Linked DNA regions of Rattus norvegicus: region 2 is linked to region 1. The links are chromatin contacts, called in public Hi-C maps. All regions are on one chromosome and are shown on one strand. The core of a region is the stretch at or near the end of the contact, and the rest is flanking DNA. Distances in the headings are between cores, read along the strand shown. Region 1 has its middle 51 kb from the start of Gadd45g. Region 2 has its middle 170 kb from the start of Gadd45g.

Region 1 (3,462 bases), core at 310-2,809:
AGCATGGTGGGCAAACTCTGGCAGGCCTTGCCCTTCTCCCCATTCCCTCTGCCTTGATAAAAAAAACCATTAGATTACATTCCTAAGACTAGCCCTCAAGGTCTATTTCCTTATATAGCCACTTCCTCTTTTTGAGACTTGACTACCAAGGTCCAGCTATCAAAGTATTGAAGTCCAGCAATCAAAAGCCCCCTTTGGCTCACCTAATTAACATGTCCAATCAAAATTAAACATCTCATCCTAACATGAGGTTTCCCTTTTTACCTTTATAAACCACCATTTGCCTATGGGCCATGTCTGTCACTCTATCTAGAAGCCGACCTTTGACCTATTCTGAGATAAATACTCCCTCTCCCTCATCCTCTATGTCCTGTGTTTGCCCCTTATTCCTGCCCTCTGTCCTTCTGGGACAAATCAATCTCCTCTGTGCTGAGAACGTGATCTTAGGGTTCCTAATCCAATGCTTTTCCTTTCACATGGCTCCTGGAGATTTGAACCCTGGTCCTTGGGCTTGTGAGCAAGCACTTCAACCACCGATCCATCTCTCCAGCCCCTAGAGCAGAGTCTTAGAAGTAGAACTGCTAACCCAAAGATGTGCATATTTTCAGTTTTAAAAAGTTATTGGGAAAGTTATTCTCCAATAGTGTTTGCTAATTGATGCTTCTACCCTCAGAACGTTGGGGTGCCAGTTTTCACATGTGTTTATGATGAACTTACGATATTTAAATAATATTAAAGATGGGAAAGAAAAAGTTTACTTTAATCTTCATATAAGTAGGGTGAACTTGTGTCTTTTTGGCCAATTTATTTTATTTTGTTGTTGTTGAGAGTTTTTGGTTCCTTGCAGGTGTGTTTGTGTGTGTGTGTTTATGTGTGTGTGTGTGTGTGTGTGTGTGTGTGTGTGTGTATTTTGGACAGAGTCTTACATAGTTCCAGCATTTTTCCTACACAGTGCATTCAAATTTACTTCTTAGTAAAATCCATGACATGTTAAGGTAAATGCTATCATTTGACCCAGTGAAGCAAAAGAAACTATTGTACCGTGGGGCACATAACCTCTTATGCTGCTTTAAACTCACTCTGTGGCCAACACTGCCCCGCTTCCACTGCCTGTGTTGTGATTACAGGCAAATGCTATCACGTTCTGCTTGTTCGATACGGGGGATCAAATCTAGGGCATTGTGGATGGTAGACAGCGCTCGGTCAACTGAGTTACAGCCCGGGTCCCTCCTTTGCTTAATCTCTTTCTCTCTCTCTCTCTCTCTCTCTCTCTCTCTCTCTCTCTCTCTCTCTCTCTCTTTTTTCTTTTCTTTTTTTTTCGGAGCTGGGGACCGAACCCAGGGCCTTGTGCTTGCTAGGCAAGCGCTCTACCACTGAGTTAAATCCCCAACCCCCTTTGCTTAATCTCTTACACTAACGCTAATAGCTTCAATCAACAGACTCAAAATCGAAGAACCAAACAAAAGCAAGGTCCATTTCTTGTTTACTATGAGTGTCCCTCCTGCAGCTGCGGCCTTTGGAATTTTAGCAGCAGCGGAGAAGGGAGGAGTCAGGGGACACATGGTATGGGCTGACCCAGATCTGGGAGTTATGTCAGCTGATGAACTGTCTGGTGACCAAGAGCTGGTGGGTCTCTGTGTCATTTGCCAGGGGGGGCGGGACACTCTTCCAGCCGCTGGAGTTTGTCTTTGTTGGTAAAGCCTTGGCTTACCAGTGGCTGCCAAGTTAGGTAATGTCTGGCGAGGTTTTGCTTTGCCTACATTTTTAGCAGAGCCGTCTTTCTCTAATTGCACAAGGCTTTTGATATAGCATCGTCATTAGCCCTTCGTCTTGTTGTGGAAGGTTTAAAATATTTCCCCGTGATTTTCTGCTCTGTTTTATAGCTCTTGCCTGTCCCAGCCTACGCATGCTTCCTGTGTGACTGGCTTCTGGGTCCCCCACCTTCTAACGCCGTCCACATTCTGAACTCTGCCCAACAAGGTTCCATCTACCAGAGTCATGAACACCTCTCCCACACCTTCCTGTAGCTTTGCATGCACCTTTAGAGACTGAATTCTAGTGTTTGTTTTGACGTACGTCTTTGGGGATGCCTGTAATGGCTTTTACCTTCCTGCTAAACTTGCCTCTGACATCCACCTGACCAGACTCTGGGGCTGCATTTGTACACATCTTTGGTTGCTCTTTCCATCTAGCCATTCTCCAGCTCCTTTCTGGGGCCAACTCTGACTGCCAAGTACCCTCCCAGGCCTGATCCAGGAACATTCTCGCCAGGTTCCTTTTTACCTCCAGCTCCAGTAGACAGCCCCAGGCTCACTCCTGGTTCCTAATTCCCTTCTCTCCCACCTGGTTCTAGGAGGCCTCTCCAGATGCCCACAGCTTCCTTGGTGCTCCTGGCTCCAGCCTGCTATTGCAGCCTCTAATCTACTGCCCAACTCCCTTGTATTTGCCTACGTGCTTTCCTTGTCCAGATCCACATGCTCTGAACTCTAGTTACAACCTCCACCATGGGACACACCCTGTTCATTTCTGTCTTTACTATCTCCTGAAGCCCAGCCCTTGCCGAGGAGTGACAAGCAAACTTTCCACCATGTCCCCAGGGGACCCTTGCCCTAGAGCAGTCATCTTTCCCGCCTGATTCCTCATACTGTTTGCAGATTTCCTCGACTGGCTAATGGCCCCCTTTCCTTAGCAGCCAGCTTTAGTTGTGTCCCTCTACCGCCCCACTGCACACCCCTGCCCAGGCTGTATCTTGCTATGTTCGTGCAGGTGGATGTATGAGGCCTTGAGCTATGGGAGCTGGGCCCCAGGGAGTCTTCCCTTACCCTGAAGCCTTGTAGCAAGGCCTTGACAAGACTCCAGCTGTGAAGTAATTTCAGGAAGGCTGGGAGAGGCCCAGGCCCAGGACAGGTGGGGATTTGGAAGGATGGGTAGCCAGTGGCCTCAGGCTGGCCTTCAAGGAGAGGCCAAGCTGCTCATGGCCCCTATCAGGCAGTTCGAGGGCTACACTTACTGATCTCCAGGCTGGGAGCTCGGCCTGGTCCCTTCACAGCCGCCTCGAGAAAGAACACATTTTATTCGTTTATTCTCCAAATTCCAGAGCCTCTGCAAAAAAAATTCTGGCTTCAGCCACTGCTGTGTTATGCACAAGCTACCCAGAAGTCACTCAGAGGGTGGGACAAGTAGTGTTAGGGTTACACAGGACAGGGTCTCTTGAAAGGTCTGGCCTGGTGCTCTAGCACAGGGACACACACACACACACACACACACACACACACACACACACACACACACACACACAGAGTAGGTCCCCGCTCTAGCATGGAGACACACACACCCAGTGGATCCCTGAGGTCCCTGGCATGAGAACAGAGCAGCTTTTCTCTATCCTGCAGAAGGACGCTCTGAGTTTTTTGCCCTGAACGTGTAGCCTCACCCAGAGCTGTCAGCTCCAGGAACAGCACA
Region 2 (3,462 bases), core at 521-3,020, 120 kb after region 1:
ATCGATCCTCTGAGATCCTTTTCATTGTGCAATGAGAATCTGATGACTTATCTGTTGGCCAAGAGAACTGACAAATGCCTGATTTGGTCTTAAACGGGGAGAACACATCTGCCTTCAACGGCAACAGATGAAGAACTGCATTCCTAAATCACCAGTATTTGACTTAATATTTCTACATGGGCATTTAGGAGCGTTTGATATCAGCCATGGAACAGAAGACCAATGACAGACATACCAAAATAACACCCTATTTATTTCAAAATAGTAGCATGTGTTCTGTCAACCGCAGGTCTGGCCAAATATGGAAAGAGAGGTTCCCTTTGCCAACTCTGCGATGGGCCTCTGAACAAGGCAGTGCTCTGTGACAATCTTCGTTAGGCACACGCTCTCCCATTGGACCGCATGCTATGCTTGATCTGGTGTAGGCCTTTTCATCTCCGCCGCTGTGAAAGTGCTTGGCACTCCCTGTGGTTTGAGGTGACCACTCAGCTGGGTGGGTTTCCCAAGTGAATGAGAGTTGCCAGTGTGGCTGCCAAGGGGAGGCAGAGACAGCAGGATCAGGAGTTCAAGGCCATACTTGGTTACATATCAAGCTTAAGGGCAGCCTAGGTCCTAAGAGACACAGTTACAATAAGGCCAGGAAGATAATAGCAGGGGGTTTCCAGGGATATAACCATTACTTTCCTTGTGAGATTGAGGGCCTGAATTCAACCCCTACAATGCATGTTGAGAAAGCCAAGCTGTGTCAGGACCTGCTATGTCTGTCCCACTATTGGGGAGGAAGAGAGGCAGCCGATTCCTGGAACTTGCTGGTCCACCAGCGCAGCCTACTCGGTGAGTCGAGGCCAGCAAGAGACCGTTGTAATTTAGTTTCTGTTGCTGTGACAACGCAATGGCTGAAAGCTATTTGGAGGAGGATGGGGTTTTTTAATGTGGCTTGCAGGGTAGAGACTATCATCCAGGGAAGCCAAAACAGGAGTTCAAGGCAAGGCCTTGAGGCAGCGACTGCAAGGGAATGCTGCCACTGGCTTGATGCCCATGGGTCAGCCCATGGCAGGCAACGTCTCAGGTGAGGCTCCCTGCCCAGAGGACTGTAGTTCATGTCAATGTGACAAACAAACAAAAAACAACACGAAGACTTTGTCTCAAATATCAGGGTAGACGATGCTGGAGGAAGGACACTTTGGGCCTCCACATGCACGTGTACGTAAGTGTACAGTGTTTGTACACACACACACACACACACACACACACACACACACACACACACACACCTATAATGAGATCACACCCAGAGATACCGAGCTGAAAGGTGGCAGTTAGAATGGAGCTGGAGCCAAAGTGCGCCCAGTTCCCGTAGCAGCCGTTCCTGCCCTCTGTGGACTCTGAGGAGGATGGTAGGTAGATGGATACGCTTCTGAGAATTCCTGCTACAACAGCAGCTCAGGGAACGTGGCTCTGAGTGCAGAGCCCGTCTGCAGAGCCTGGGTGGCCGCTGCTTCCTTCTGTGGGGTGAGGCCGTGCGTCTTTCAAAAGCTCGTTAGAGACACCCTCTCCCTTTGAAGGGGCCGTTTCATGTGCCGCTTTCAATCTGTCACGAAGCCGAAGCCGCTTTGCTCCAAAGAGCCGGGACTGCAGGAGGGGTACGCTTGTGAGGCCGGAAGAGTGTCCTGGATGCCCTTCTGGGTGTAGAGTCCCTAGGAGCGCAGGATGAAGGAGTAGGCAGGAGCAGACAGCGAGATGCTGTTTTCAATCGTGGCTGGCTGTGTGCCTGGATGTGTGTGGTGCTCACCCTATCCCAGGAGGAATAGCAAGGTCAGTGTCAGCGCTTTGATGTTCCCTTAGAGAAGCGGTGGAAATCAAACACAGGCGTCTGCAGCAGTAGCAACCCTGGGGTTTGCATTGCATTGTTTTTAGGTTTTGAAAAAAGATGATCCAAGAAGAGCAAGGATGTGACTACCCTGCTTCTTAGCGGATTAATGCTTGCTTTCTCCCTTTCCCACTCTTCCACCCCAGCCCTGCCTGACGTCTCCCTTGCCCCGAGGCTGCGCTGTCCTGAAATGCCTCTGCAGCCGAGGCCTTAAGTGGACTGAGGCTAAGGGAATGATAGAAATTCATTTCTCTCTCTCTCTCTCTCTCTCTCTCTCTCTCTCTCTCTCTCTCTCTCTCTCTCTCTCCTCTCTCCCCCTTGAGCCGGGCTAAAGTGTCGGGAGCATGCAGGAGCAGGTTGCTTGTGTGTCTGTTTAGCTTGGCACCCCAAGCCTTGCAGCCTTGTCTCTCCTGTGTGAAAACACTGACAAGCTTCTGCCTGTTTCCATTCCTAGTGTTTGCCCCTGCTGCCTGGCTGGCCTCTTCTTGGAAAACCAGATCCCGTGGCTTCAGTGACCTAGTGCTGGCAGCAGGGACCGTTGTGTGACTGGCAAAGCGCTTGGTTTCCCATGATTGCATCATGGTTTGGGGGGCACGGGGTGAGCATGGGAAGCTCCAAAGGGGTCAGGTCCCTGGGGAAAGGTGCCTGTCACTGGCTTCTGAGTCAATGTTCCCTTAAACTCGTGCCCAGTTTGCATCAGAAAATAAAAAAGTTTGTGTCCAGAGAAGACTGAGCAACAAAGCCTGCAGAATGTCATTGACCCATCGTGAAGGCCGTAACCTCTATGCCACCAACTTCCCAGTGGCACAGACATTCTTCCTAAGTGTATTTGATGGATAAGAAAAGTGAGGGCCAGAGACATTTGGCTGATCTGAGTTTCTGTTTCAATATGAGTTACTGGAAGGGTTAGAATTCTCGTCTAGTGGAGTTACACCTTCAGCTCAGTTCCCATTGGGCCTCTTCTGTGAGTGATTGTGTGTGTGTGTGTGTGTGTGTGTGTGTGTGTGTGTGTGTGTGCACGCGTGCGTGTGCGCAGAACTGAACAGTCATTGGTTCTCTATCCCCTTAGTCAATTTTCTGGTGCTGTTAGACAACACTCCAGGCTGGGCAATTTGTAAGTGAAAAGGTTGATATTGGCTTATGGTTCTGGAGGCTCGCAAACACAGCGGCAGGGTCAGCTTCTGATGAGGAGAAAAGGGCCAGTCATGCCAGAATGGCCAACATTGTGGTTGAAAGTTAGAGCATTGAGGTTAGTGGTCTGCCCTTGCAGATTATGCAAGAGGATAGAAGGGGGGGGTGTGGAGATTACGTTCGGCATAGCCATTGATCCAGTCAGCCACAGGTTCATATGAGATTCCAGGGGAAATTGGACACGCGACACTCAGGTTAGCTTCCTGGGTTGGTCGTACATTAATGAGCCAGGAAGGTGACAAATCCCAGGAACTCAGGAGCTTCTTATTTGAGACTCTGAGACTCTGAGACTTCATTTGGATTGTACCTTGCAGGACAGACTATGTACGAGAGTGGCTCGGTGCTCCCAGTGTTTTGCGTCATTCCAGCAAATGACCAAGCTGGGGACAGTGTGAGAACTC

The links. Hi-C and Micro-C count contacts between places; a contact is called where the count stands out from the background.
Region 2: a contact with region 1 is called in a Hi-C map of liver, with 6 times the contacts expected there. The contact joins two enhancer-like sites. A contact is called at or near these places in 3 of 12 Hi-C or Micro-C datasets (kidney and liver).

Annotation. Positions count from the first base shown.
Region 1 is chr17:13,477,983-13,481,444 of GRCr8, reverse strand. No RefSeq gene overlaps it. Among named protein-coding and RNA genes, the nearest start is that of Gadd45g, 51 kb to the left of the region's middle. Within about 2 kb of position 1,559, at least 5 of the 93 cell types and tissues checked have an H3K27ac peak or open chromatin away from gene starts, as enhancers often do. A contact at or near this core is called in liver, where this site is marked.
Region 2 is chr17:13,361,904-13,365,365 of GRCr8, reverse strand. No RefSeq gene overlaps it. Among named protein-coding and RNA genes, the nearest start is that of Gadd45g, 170 kb to the left of the region's middle. Within about 2 kb of position 1,770, at least 9 of the 93 cell types and tissues checked have an H3K27ac peak or open chromatin away from gene starts, as enhancers often do. A contact at or near this core is called in liver, where this site is marked.